2 separate regions of the Mus musculus genome follow, and region 1 is linked to region 2. The links are chromatin contacts, called in public Hi-C maps. All regions are on one chromosome and are shown on one strand. Each heading gives the region's core, a stretch centred on a gene start, on an enhancer-like site or on the middle of the called end of the contact. The rest is flanking DNA. Distances are from core to core; before and after follow the strand shown. Region 1 has its middle 27 kb from the start of Gm39809. Region 2 overlaps Gm13481 (predicted gene 13481).

Region 1 (6,468 bases), core at 3,590-6,089, 250 kb after region 2:
ATTTACAAGCCGTTCCCATTTGGAATTCAAGAGGTGTGGTTTGGAAGAGCAGGTATGGCCTTAGGCTCTCCAGTGTATTCAGGTCAGTTATTCAAACTGCTAAGGTCCTCCATGGAAGCAGCCAAGGTATCTATCTCTATGAAGAATTCTGCTCCAAAACAACTTGTAGTAGATGTGCAGCTTGGCCAGTTACCTGTGGGACAATGATGTCCCAAATAAATGAGTGCTTATGCTTCAAGTACATAAATTTCCTACATATTCTGTCTGCTTTCCTGGCTCTGGCCACAAAACAATCCTGTCTGAAAGTTTTGATTTCATTCTAAGAGCCCAGTGCATAAGAACAAACAATATTTAAACAAAACAAAAGTCATGTGGAAAATAGCAATAAATTAGAAGGCACAGGGAAAAAAAGTTAAATAAGCCACAGGGAAAATGATTCCATTTAAAACAGGCTTATTATTGGGCCTAAACTCTACCCCTACTCTGACAAAGTACAGCCACCTCAGGTCCATGACACCGAGAAGCAATCTTACAAAGGCCTTTGCAGAATGCAATCTGCACTTTCTCACTGGTGACTGTTCAACTCTGCCTTGAAGACATAAGCAAAACTAACCAGAAAGAGCCTCTCTGTGCACCATTTCCCAGCAGATGTGGCTGTGTTCCACAACCCACCTTCAGAGGCGCCAGGGGGGCCAGAATCTAGCCACTCCCAGTCATTTCCTTTCTCCCATCCCTGTCTTCTCATGAAGTCAAAGTAACCTGAATACCGAGGACCTGTTCCACCCTCACCAGCTTGCAGAAGACAGGATCAGGACCAGATTTAATCAAAAGCTGGGCTTACCTGTAGTCTGGAGGCCAGGGCAACATTGACAGTGGGGCCCACCCACAGTGAGAGGGAAATGGTCTTTGGCCCTACTGTGTGTTTTCCTTTCACATCTAATACCATCTGCAAGCCAAAGAGCTGGACAGAGTGCCTCCTACAGCCGGGTTTTGTTAGTATATTTATGTAAAATGTCATTGGTACTATGTGAGTGTCACAAAGCCGCAGAGCCAAGGAGGGAGAGCAGCAGCAGCCTGCAGCAAGATGGAATTTTGCAGAAGTCACTTCTTGTATGGTGGTCCAGCCACAAGCTCTCTGCTTCTCCATGTTTCCCAGCCATTTTGGCGGCGTGTCATCTTTCCAGCCTTGAAAGTTGCATATGGTGAGGATCTCACTGTATAAACTGACAGCAGAACTGGTCCAAGTTCTCCCCCATAGAAAGGGACTGGTGGTGGGATCCCCTTGTGTCAGAAAAGCAGGAAGAATTTGTATTGCAAATAGCAGCATTTCCATAAGGAAAAAAGGCTCCAGGGTACTCATCCTAAGCAGAATTTCCAACCTGTATTTTTTTTTTTTACCCAGGTATTTTTGTCTAGTTTATGATGCTTTCTCATGCTCATTCTGCCAAAAGTACAAAATAAAACACAGACATTTAAAGGAGACAACTTATATTTAGCCACTAATATCAAAATATTTTAAAGACAAACTGATAGTATAGTATTATATTTTTCCAGTGCATTAAATAACGAGATCTAACTGGAGGGGAAAGATTGTCACACTTTCCCCTCTTGTTAGACACAGACTTCATGAGATAGGAAATAATTTTCAGGAAAAAGATCATTGACTTGTATCAGTGACTGACACAAGCCAAAGTACTGCAAAAATCTACAGTTGACTCTTTGGAATTACAATAAAAGAAAACGCAGAGCAACCTTTTGATCCAATTCCACCAGATCTCTGAATTCTACCCATGGAGCTCCAGTGAAGAAGCTTTGACCTGAAGCATCTCTGGGACTTCACACTACCCATCCACCCTGCCCAGGGAGTACTTCCTACATACACTTGAGAATTCTGGTTTAACATTTTCTAGTGGCATTATCTTGAAGTGCTAGGTTACCTAAGAGACAGTAGCAATCAGATTACCCCACTAAGCCAACAGCAATACATTCTTATTAGCTCAATTAGCACATAAACATTATTTCCCAGAGTGAGATCATCGCACTAGAAAATAGTGACTATTCACATCTATTTCACAGCTGGTTTCAGAGTCAGATCTGCTTGTCTCTGAGGCTGCCTGTATAAGCTAGGTCACAGGTGAGAATAAATGGTGAAATGCTGGTTAAATGAATGTAGAGACCTTTAGTTTACAGCAGAAAACTAAAGAAAGATCCACTACACAGCACACGTGAGCCAGCTGTTTTCTGCCTCCATTTTACCCAGTCAGGCAAAAATCACAAAAAACTCCATTTAGTTTATAAAATTGGCTTTGCTTTCTACGGTGCTTGCTGACATTCCTATGGCATTTTCTTACTCCTTTTCTGTAGGTAGTAAATTCATTCTAAAATAAGCATAACTCTTTAAGCCACACCCCTTTTTAATTACTGGCTATCTGTTTTTTCTCCCCAACTAAATTGTAAGTTATGGGGAAGGCAGAATGTACACCATTCTTGTGAAGGCAGTAAGCACACTGAGGGAATTGTTATAAGTACTTGTTCATTAACCAAAAGTAAATAAGAAATGTGTTTCAAGGAGGAAGCTAAATACATTAACTTCTTTGCATAACACTCTTACTTTTTTTGAGTTCTGTTTCAAAAAATAAACAAGTACATAAAACTTACCAGAGGGAATTGGTGTGCCAAGTTTGGGAAGTAGTTCCTAAGAATGAGCAACGGATTTAGAAGCTCTCTCTGTCTCTGTCTCTGTCTCTGTCTCTGTCTCTGTCTCTGTCTGTCTGTCTGTCTGTCTGTCTCTCTCTCTCTCTCTCTCTCTCTCTCTCTCTCTCTGTGTGTGTGTGTGTGTGTTGGTAAGTGTGCACATGAAGATCTAAGAAGCACATAAGGTGTCCTGTTCTATCTCCCTCTGTCTTATCCCTTGAGGCATGGTCTCTTAATGAGCCTGGAACTCACTGCTTTTGCTTAGTCTAGATAAGCATCAAACTCCAGTGACCCTCTTGTTCTAATGCTTTGATTCAATCGGGGATCTGCAAGGCCAAATGCTAAAGGTCCTTGTTCCCAACTGGTTTTTGATTGATCAATAAAGATGCCAACGGTCAATGGCTGGGCACAGAGCAGGACCCTTAGAGTTGTATGGGCGTGGACACAGAGAGAAATGAAAGAGTTTCGCTGCGACTTGTGGGTAGAAGGATGGGACATGGGAGCAGCAGGAAATATCACCAACCAGCCATGTGAGACTTCAGGAAAAGTGGTCACTGGCCATTTCCCTGATTAGGCCTGGGGTAGCAGGGGAAGGTTTAGGAGTTCTCAGCCTTTGTGGTAGCCAAGGCATTTAAAAAAAGCTGGGTGTGTGTCTTTCATTCGTGGATTCAAAGATAGCTTCTGGTCGGGTGTGCGCGTGCAAAGCACCAGGAACACAAAGTGTTGTAGCAAAAACTCCCGCTACCCTCCTGTCTCTGCCCATCCCCATGTCTACAGAGTCATAGGAAAATGTGCCAGCTTTTTCTGGAACCTGAGATTCAAACTCTGGTATTCATGTTTTTACAGCAAGAGGACTGACCTACTGAGTCACATCTCTGGTCCTTGGAAGGCTGTTTCGAGTAGGTGTGATGGGATCAACCTCCCCTGAGAGTTCCATCAAGTCAGTCACCGTGACTCATGTTTTCATTGATGCTGAGCCTTGCTCAGTGACAACTAAGAAGAATACCTGCTTGGGGGTCTTGAAATCAAAGCCTAGGAAATAACAATAATCCAATTGACCTCTCCTTTCTTCTGCTGCTGCCAAATTTAGACCTCAAACCAGTGCAATTTCCTACTGTCTTTAGCGCATTTTCAAACATTTGTACAACATAACCTTCGTCTCCAAATCGTATTTCTGCCAAATGGATATTATTAATTATGACTGTCAATAACAGATAAATGGATGGTAAACCAAATGTCCAATAACAGAGGTATGTTGATGAAATTTTATTATAGTACAATAGAAATTATTTATGAAGGATTTTAATAATGTGTTATATTAATGCTATATTAAGTATAACAACTGAAAACAGGTTCTATATGCAGTGTGATTATCACATGTGTGCGCACACACACACACACAACCACAGAAATAGAAATGGACTCCACCCGATGAAAATAAAAACCACGATTACAGTTATGAGTGAAAGGAAAACCATTGAAACCATGGAAATTTATATTCATAAATGTATAATGAGAATTTACAACAGATATACACTCTAAAACTCACCATTTCCCTATGTTAAATAAAAAAGGAATTTTAAAAACACAAGTCTGATCATATAAACTCTAACCCTGTCTCATCAGCCTTAAGTGCCCTGCTCTACAGCAAAGCCAATTCTCCTCTACTAAACCAGCTTCCAAGGGGCTAGGAGTGTGGCTCAGTGGTAGGGCTCCTGCCTAACATCCCCAGAGATTCTGGGTTTGCTCCTCAAGCATTGAGGGAGAGAACTTTTTCTCCAAGCTGCTGCCTCTCCTCTTGCATCCTTCCCTCTTCTCTACTGCAGATGGTACCTTGCATTCTGGGATGTTACTCCCAACCGCTCCAGCCTCCAAACTTTTGCTCAGACTGTTGCTTCTTCCAGCATTAGAAGAAGGCCAGATGGCAACTACCCGGTAATGCTCAAAAATAAAAGGAAATGGGGCAAACTGTGTTTACTAGGACTCCTTTCAGAAACAGCACTGTAGGTGCTGGGGAGGAATAATTTAATAAAGCCACTTAGTAGTGGGGAGGAGTGCCAGGGATTCGTGTGAATACCACAGCTAGACTGTCTTCAAGGAGCACAGCAGGCTCAGGTAACTACAGAGCTTTTTATCCTGCTAAATAGGGCATGCAAGCTTGGGGCCAGAACTGCGTGACTCACTCAGGGCAATAGGGGATTATGTGGAGCTTACTCTCACCAGTAAACAAACGTTGAACAAATATTTAAGAGCGTCGTAAACCTGGTCAGTTGCATACCTTTGTCCTGTAGCCTCTGCTATAAGTCTCTCAAACATTATTGTTGCCTCTGCTCATAATAGACCACTGAGCATCTTCCTTTGACGACTCTTGGCTCTGGATCAACACAGCACATCGTGGTTATTCAGTCTAGTTACCCATTTGTACATTTTCTCTTTCACTTGAGGACAAGTTTTGTTTTTAACTGCACCTAGTCTGATACTCAACACACATTAAGTAAGTGAATAATTGAACTAATTAGAAAATAGGAAGCCCAGCTTAGTGTTAAGCCAAAGTGAGTAACTTAGAATAACCAAAGATCCTTCTGATAAATTACAAAGTGACTTTGGGGGGGGGGGGCTGTCCTGGCATGGAGCATTGAGAAAAGGACAGAAACTTAGAGACAACCCCACTTTGGCATGGATATAACCTAGATAAATCAACCCCAAAGTATCTAGGGCCTTCCTCTGAGCTCAGCTCAGTGTCACTTTCTGACAGCTGGCTATACGCACAGTCCCGTCCCTTTCCTGAGAAAATGTCAGTGAAATGTTAATAATTTGAAGTTCTGTGGGGACCCCCTAAGCAACTTCACACAGATAAGCTGCTTCTTCTGCCTGATGCCGAACTGGGGTTTTAGGGCAGAGGTGGGAGTTGAACAAACTCAGAATAGTGTGCTATAAATAGAAGAAGACTGCCTCACGCCCTCTAGTAACAATAACCAACCCTGAGCTATTTAGCCATCACCTGCTATATTTCACACTGCTCATATTTCCCAACTCATTTGCAAGAGTCAGGCCTCTGTCATGAGTCACTCTCCACCATTAGCTCAATCCATTCTTCCCGCATTAACCTCCAAATTCATCAGAAAAACACAAGTTCCAGAGAAAGCCATTTGGCAAGCAGGGAAATCAGATCGTCTTGCTTTTCCAGCCTCTGGGATGTATCTACCCAACTGGACATTCCCTGTCTAGGGCCATGTCAGTGCCTTGCTCAGTCTCTCTGCAGCAACTAGAGAACTCCCTCCTTTTACCACCAACAAGGCCCATGTAGGTCCCTTCCTATACCTCCTTTGGCCATAATTTCATGGGTTTGAGCACTGGCTAGCCATGAAGACTAGAACTTTCTTCTGTTTGTTTCAATCATCTCTTCTCTGCTCTATACCAAATATGTCATATGACATTTGCTTATAATACTAAGAAACATAGGTACGGTGTCATCTATTTTTTCTTGTAACTCTCCTACTAAAAATCCTGTTTTGAGCAATTTAAAACAGACCCAATTTAAAAATAAAAATAAAAACTCAGAAATGATGGTTGTTAGGCATTAAGTTTCATGTTTCCTTTTAGCTAATAATTCATACTTTTTAAGTCTGTTTTTTTTATATACTTTTTATTAGGTATTTTCCTCATTTACATTTCCAATGCTATCCCAAAAGTTCCCCATACCCTCCCTCCCACTCCCCTACCCATCGACTCCCACATTTTGGCCCTGCCGTTCCCCTGTACTGGGGCATATAA
Region 2 (7,518 bases), core at 3,660-6,159:
ATGTTCCACATCCTTCGCCATCAGTAAAATGCAAATCAAAACTAGTTTGAGATTTCATTTTACCCCAGCCAGAAAGGCCAGGATCAATAAAACAAATGACAGCTCATGTAGGAAAAAATGTGCAAAAAGGAGAATACTTTTTCACTGCTAGTGGGAATGTAAACTTGAACAGCTACTGTGGAAACCAGTGGGAAGTTTTGCAGGCAGATGGGAATGGATCTACCCCAAGATCAAGCTTTACCACTCTTAGGAATATACCCAAAGAACTCCACAACCTATTACAAAGATACTTGTGTAACAACCCAAGACAGCATAGAGATTACTTCCTCTTTGTATTCTTGCTGAGGCATTTCAGATAAAATTAGAATTCGATCTCCTTAATGAAGAATACCATGGAAAATGAATGGTCAAAGATGCCCTAGCAAGCTTATCTCAGTTTCTGTTAAACTACCTGCTTATGCAGAACCCCCTCTAACTAACTGCTAATCTTAGCTCCTCTTAAACCACTTGCTTTTGCAAAGACCCCCTGAGCAAGGGGGAACATGGTTTTTCCTTCATAAATCCCATGCATTAGATACTAAGGGTTCCACTTCTCTCCCAAATACCTGAGTTCAGTCCCAGCTACCTAGAATAAAGACTACAATTGACTGTAAACTGTGTGTCAACTCTGGTGAGCTCCCTGTATCATGTGCTCATCCATGTTCACTGCTGTTTTTTCATAATACCCAGAAACTGGAAACAACTTATGAATGGATAATGATATGTAGTATATTTACAGAGACTATTATTCAGCTGTTAAGAAAAATGAAAATGTGAAATTTTCAGGTGAGTGAAACTGAAAAAAAAAAGGAAAGAACTCTTAAGTAAGGTAACCCAGATCCTAAAAGAAAAATATTGTATATTCTCTTTTTTATATATGCACATAAGCTTTTAAGTTTTTGATATGTGTGCTATAGTCTGAATAACCATAGGTGTTAGATTCTTAGTAACAAACCAGGGAAGAAAAGAGGATCTACCATAGAGGGAGAATAGAATAGAATGTTATGGAGAAGCTAGAATAGGAGAATTAAATAAGGAGAGTGTTGGGAGAAAAGGATAAAGGGAAAAGGGGTGAAAATGGGGAGGGCCAAACTAATGACCATTTGAAAACCCATATGGAAACCTGAAACTTTAAAAACCTCTCTCTCTCTCTCTCTCTCTCTCTCTCTCTCTCTCTCTCTCTCTCTCTGTGTGTGTGTGTGTGTGTGTGTGTGTGTGTGTGTGTGTGTGTGTGTGTGTATTTGTGTGTGTGTGTGTGTGTGTGTGTGAAAGGAATCTAAATGACATCACCAAATAATAAGGGAGACAATGTTCTAACTAAACTTACATTATACCACCAGGTAAAACACCCAGTGCCAGAAGTGGGTTACATCTTGTTGAGTTCTGGACCAAAGGGGTCCTGTGGAAACTGCCAAATATCATTGGTTACTGCCAAAGCTATTGGTTAGTCTCTAAAGTTTGATGATGTGGCCCTGCTGCTAAAGACATGTTTACTTATGTTATTGAACACAGAGAGCTCAAGGTGGGGTCTTACTAGAAGATTCACCCATACTAACTAGTGTTCATGCTACTATAGAGAAGTATGCAAACTATCAGGAGAGAAAGATAATCATAAATATCACCTATGTACAAAACCTGGGACCTACCACAGTGACCTGCCTATAACATACACTGGCGCAATCATAGTGCAAATGTTATACAAGTAGCCAACCACTTCCTGTTTGGTTTTAAGGCCCACATCATGACACTGCTAACTTAGTCATGAAGCAGAGACTAGATAGGTCATGGGCCTAGGATTTAACCTACTACTATGCTAAAGGAATACAGAAAAAAAAAAGACATACTGCTACACCCATTGATCAGAGCACCACTCAACACACGTTAGAGAAACTTCTGCAGTCGATGACAACTAACCCAGACACCCACAACTGGAAAATTTACAGAGTATGAAAAACTTTAACATATTCAGTACTAATAAGATGTTTCCATCAAACGCCTCCCATCATGGTGCAAGATCTACTCAGAAGAGCAGGCAGAAACACTGTAATAACCAGTAGTGGTTTGTAGGGGGAGGTATTGCTTCCCTAATTGTTTTTTGTTTTTTTGTTTTTCATTTTACTTTTATTTATTTATTTATTTATTTATTTCCTTTATTATTTTTTTCTTTTTCCAATTTTTTATTAGGTATTTTCTTCATTTACATTTCAAATGCTATCCAGAAAGTCCCCTATACCCTCCCCCCACCCTGCTCCCCTACCCACCCACTCCCACTTCTTGGCCCTGGGCATATAAAGTTTGCAAGACCAAGGGGCCTCTCTTCCCAATGATGGTCGAGTAGGCCATCTTCTGCTACATATGCAGCTAGAGACACGAGCTCTGGGGGTACTGGTTAGTTCATATTGTTGTTCCACAGGACCCTGATATAGCTGTCTTTTATGAGGCTATGACAGTGCCTGGTAAACACAGAAGTGGATGCTCACAGTCAGCTATTGGATGGAACACAGGGCCCCCAATGGAGGAGCTAGAGAAAGTACCCAAGGAGCAGAAGGAGTCTGCAACCCTAATTGGTTCTTGATTGTGTCAATAAATGAGGCAGGAGCCAATCGCTGGGCAAAGGGGAAAAGATTCCTGGCCCCAGGAGGAAGAGAAGGGAGGGGGAGAGGGAGGAGACAGAGCAGGTGGTGGACTAGAGGGAGCGGCAGACATGTAGGTTGTAGCCTCCATTGAGTTATCTGGCTAATTTTAAAATATTAAGGCTGACTGGTGTCTTCCACCCACAGGGACTAAGGTGGGTGGGAGAAACAGCACAGCCTGGGGGGAGGGGGGTCGGTTGAGGGAGCTCCAGCAAGCATGTTTTCAAAATTACACACTACAGTGGTTTATGACTCTTCTAGGCACCACAAGACTTCTGTACAAAGGAACTCACAGTGATCTCGACAGCATGCACAAGAGCTGTACAGTTCCAAGCCGAATAGAGTCCCAGCCTTGAGAGCGGAAGTAAACACACAGGGCCCCGCCCTTAACCAAGCAACTATCTGTAATTGATACCTGTTGACAAACTGAAAGCCAGTTTTCTCCAGTGAAATGCCAGTGCGTATATCAACCTCACTCCAAGGCACCCAAGTGCAGTAGTAGCTGGCTAACAGAAAGGACTCGGATACTTTTGTGGACTTTATTTCGGGTGTTTTATTTGTTTGTTGATTTATTTACTTACTTATTTATTGTCTTTCCTATTGTCTTATTGATGCTTTGCTTGATTTTTGTTGTTTGGTTTTGTTTGTTTGGGGAAGGGGGGATTTTTTTTTTTTTTTGCTTGTGTTTTTGTGGGCTTCTTGGGCTTTTTCTTTTTATTGTAATTCAGCTTATTGAGTTTTGTTGTTGTTGTTGTTTGATTGGTTGTTTTGTTTTGTTTATTAAGACAGAAAAAGAACTTATTTTACAGTAAGTAGGAGAGTGGAGAGAATCTGAGAAGAATTGGGTTGGGGGAAACATGATCAAAACATATTGTATGAAATTTACCTTTCAACAAAAAAAAAATACAGTCTACTGTAAATACTTACACTCATCCCCACAATTTTAGATCTCATATAAATAAAATCATGAACATACACAAGGAACAAATGCCAATTCTTTCTCTTCCCTGTGTGTTTCTCATATTACTGAGGCTGAAGCAGAGTTCAAAAATATTCCTTCCTTATGAGGTCAGTGAATTCTGATCAGCCAGTTGTCTCTATAAATGCTTTCTCTTACACAAGTAGTTAATTCTGTAAGACAGCAAAAAACAGCTTTCAATCCATCATTCAGAGGGTAGGCGAAAGTCTTCCTTGGTGCTTTGAGAGATATAGAAGTCAAAGATTTTTTAACTGGGAAAAAAAAGCCTTTCTAATGTAAAATGACCATATTTGGGTCATTTCAGCATCAAGACACAGCAAACAACTGAAATTCCTGCTGCTAATAGTGGAGATAGTTTCAAGCAGCTCAGGCATACAGAAGGATCGATTTTTAGGGCAAATTATACTCGCTATGACCACAGACTGGGACCTCATGCATCCAGTTGATGGCTTCATTTACGTGGACACCAAGACCCCACCCCCAACCCCTGGATCAGCACTCTGACTTACACAGGGAAGAAAAAACGCTCCCAAGGCCCACTTGAAATTCTGATTAATAGGTTGCTCAGGTACCGAGCCAAGATTTGCAAACAGGCTGCTGCTGGCGGTGCTTTGTCCAGAACGGTGGCTCATGAGGGATGAATGGGGCACCCAGCGATAGAGCTAGGAACATCACTCAGGCAGCAACTTGCAATTCAGTCTCCAGTTTGTCTGTCTGCCCTCCATTTGGCACCACAGCCAGCAAGCACTCCAGCTGGGTAGCAGAACTCCAGCCAGCCCTCCTCACCTGAGCTGCCAAGTTTGGCAGTTGCCCGATATTTGCTACCCAGGCTCCCCTGTGAAGTAAAAGGAGAAGATACGCCATGCTTCTTAATGGTGGGGAAGCTGGAAGAGGGACGGGGCTGGTTGCCTTGTACCATCATCTTACATAAGAAGGTCAGTTAGTAAGGATAAAAAGAGAAACACTGTTTGCATGAGAAGATGATCTAGCAAGAATGAAGGATGTTCTGACTGGGATTTTTTTTTTTTTTTTGGCCATTTCTTCCCTCTGAAAAGCAAGCAAGGGCTTTAGCAATAGACAGCAACCAGCAACCGTAGCAGTGAAAAGCAGGGATACTCTGGCCTCCCACTTGCAGATCCAGCTGCTGCCTGACACTGCAGCACAAAGAACCTGGTTGAAAGGCAAAACGGTTTCAGGTTTTCCTGCTGTGGTCATTAGACATGTGAGCTGCTCTCAGAGGGTGTGTTGGGCCTGGGAAGCCAGGCACCTGTTGTCGGCAGAAACACAATACACTTATTGATTTGAGAGGGCTGCACAGAGTAACTAGAGAGGACACACAAAAAAATCCAAAGTAATAAATGGACCCATTACCCAATGACGTTGCAAAGGGGGCCTCAAAAGGAGAGCCATAGATCCAGCTTACTTATCTAAGGCAGTACAAAGCAGAAAGGATTGTTTATGGAGGTTGGAGGAAGGGCAGAGAGAGAGGAGCGAGAAAGGAAGTGCTGGTTAATAGAAATGGTGCTGTACTTCAGGCCATCTGAAAGAGCCCTTCTGATTTATCTTCTCCTGAAGCTGCAGCCGCAGCGATTGAAGTGACTATAATAGCCCAGGAGAAATGTTGGTGCTATTAGATGGGTGATTGATGGAAACGCTGCCAAAACAGCTAGGGAATTTGTCAATGTGTTTTTTTGAAGTTTGTAAATGATGACACTGGCAAAGTGTAAACAAACTCCGCTCAGCAGACACGTTGTGCGGGCCCCAAAACTGACACTCGTTTGCTGGATTGTTCCAATTAAGTATCATCAACTGGAGTGAGGCGCTCCCTTCTCTCAGGCCAGGGCAGCTGAGGCCTATGCAACATATACTCTTTGGTAAAGAAAGGTATCCAAGAAAGGGTGTTTTGTTTTGTTTTGTTTTTGTGTGTTTGTTTGTTTGTTTGTTTTTTAACTGATCCAAAGGAATGAGCTACCCAGTTGTTGCAGGGCACCTAGCAAAAGAAAGGCACTCGTTCTAGAGAGCTTTAGCATCTGAAGATTCAGAACCCCGTAGCACTGTGACCACTGTGTGAGTCACAAGACTTTTGTAAGGTCAAGGTGACAATTGCTGCCACTCTTGTTAGCTTGTTAACTGAAAATCTGATTTTTCTGTCAGATTCTCTTCCCAAAAATACTTCTTGGAGAAAGTTTCTATGTCCACAAATCATTTCTGATTGTCACTGGGTGACGACCAGCTGTTCATTGCGTTGAGCTTCTCTTCAATGTTGCTTTCTCCCACAGATTGTCTGGGTGAATTGTGATCCAGGCAGTGTGCCCATGTGAAGGTCCAGAAATGAAGAAGATCCAGAGAAGCTCTGGACTCTTCCAACTGATAATCACTCAACAGATACTGACATTACATAAATGGAAAAAAAAAAACTATTTCTTGTCTGTCTTAGCTACTAATGCTGTGATCAGACTCCATGACCAAAAGCAAGTTGGAGAAGAAAGAGTTTATTGGGCTTTAAAATAAATAAATAAATAAATAAATAAATAGAAAAGGCCACACTGTAGTCAATCTCTGAAGGAAGCCAGCACAGAAACTCAAACAGGGTGAGAACCTGGAGGCAGGAAGTGATATAGATGCTATGGAGGGTGTCGATTAGTGGCTTGCTCAACCTGCTTTCTTATATAACCCAGGATCACCAGCCCAAGGGTAGCCCCACCCACAATGGGCTGGGCCCTCCCACATCAATCACTAATTAGGAAAATATGGAGTTCTTTCCTCATTCTAGGTTTCACCCTCTTAGATGCCTATAGCTTTTGTCACATTGACATAAATCTAGCCAGCACACTAGCCAATCACTGTTGTGATGAGAACTGTGAGCAAGGACATGTGAACGATACGGGAGGCTTTTAAGATGAGAACTGGATAAATGCTCTGTGGGTAAAGGAAGAATTCCTTATATTTTAGTAGCATTCTAAAGCACATGTAGGAGTCAGGAGAGGGCACAGGAGAGGGCAAGAAAAGTTCCATACAAATGGGATACAAAGCTAGAGGTCCCAGAAGCATGGAAGGGCAATGTCCTCAAACCACTGAACCACAAAAAGGATAAAGTCATGAAGAACTATTAGATCATGTTAAGGACTTTAGCCTGCAATCTGTGTTTATATGAAAGGCCATTGGAAGATCTTGGGAAGAAGAATTACACATTTAAGTTATATTAAAAGATCATACTGGCTCAACAAGGCATGCCTCAAAAGCACGAAGCATGCATGTATATTAGTAATAAGGGCATTACTGCAGTGTTTCAGGTTATGGCTCATGATGGCTTAGACTAAGAATATAGCTACAGTAGTGAAAATAAATCAATAGACTGAAAGGCATTGGAGACGTAAAAAAAAAAAAAAAAAAAAAACCTGCTAACTGAGAGAATGTAGTGAGAAGGTAGGGGTGTCCCTCCCTGTTGTCGACCGTTCACCTGTGGTATGGATAGTGGTAATATCTTTTTTTTAAATACAGGTAAATGTCTATGGGGGCAGAAACAGGTCAAATAACAGGTTTATAATATCCGGTTGCTGGGAAGATAGCCCACTGGGTAAAACAGTTACCACACAAGTGTGGGATCTGAGCTCATAACCCAGGACCCGAACAATACTGTATCTCAGTAACCGATGTCTGTAACTCCAGGGCTGCTAAAGCAAAATGGGAGGAGGAGACAAGAGACTCTTGGAAGCTTTGGAACCAATACCCTAGCATGTACAGCACTGAACAACAAGAGACCTTCTCTCAAACAAGGCACTTTCACACATGAAGTGGGGAGTGTACACGCCTGTGTACATGCACAAACACACACTTACGTACATGTATGTACATACACTCATGCAC

Evidence for each region. Hi-C and Micro-C count contacts between places; a contact is called where the count stands out from the background.
Region 1: a Hi-C map of muscle stem cells shows a contact between it and region 2, with 1.9 times the contacts expected there. The contact joins two enhancer-like sites. A contact is called at or near these places in 4 of 484 Hi-C or Micro-C datasets (muscle stem cells, myocytes, nephron progenitors and 1 more).

What each region holds. Positions count from the first base shown.
Region 1 is chr2:48,563,187-48,569,654 of GRCm38.p6, forward strand. No RefSeq gene overlaps it. Among named protein-coding and RNA genes, the nearest start is that of Gm39809, 27 kb to the left of the region's middle. Within about 2 kb of position 4,840, at least 30 of the 459 cell types and tissues checked have an H3K27ac peak or open chromatin away from gene starts, as enhancers often do. A contact at or near this core is called in muscle stem cells, where this site is marked.
Region 2 is chr2:48,313,707-48,321,224 of GRCm38.p6, forward strand. All of the region lies in intron 1 of Gm13481 (predicted gene 13481), which reads right to left. Among named protein-coding and RNA genes, the nearest start is that of Gm25338, 67 kb to the right of the region's middle. Within about 2 kb of position 4,910, at least 32 of the 459 cell types and tissues checked have an H3K27ac peak or open chromatin away from gene starts, as enhancers often do. A contact at or near this core is called in muscle stem cells, where this site is marked.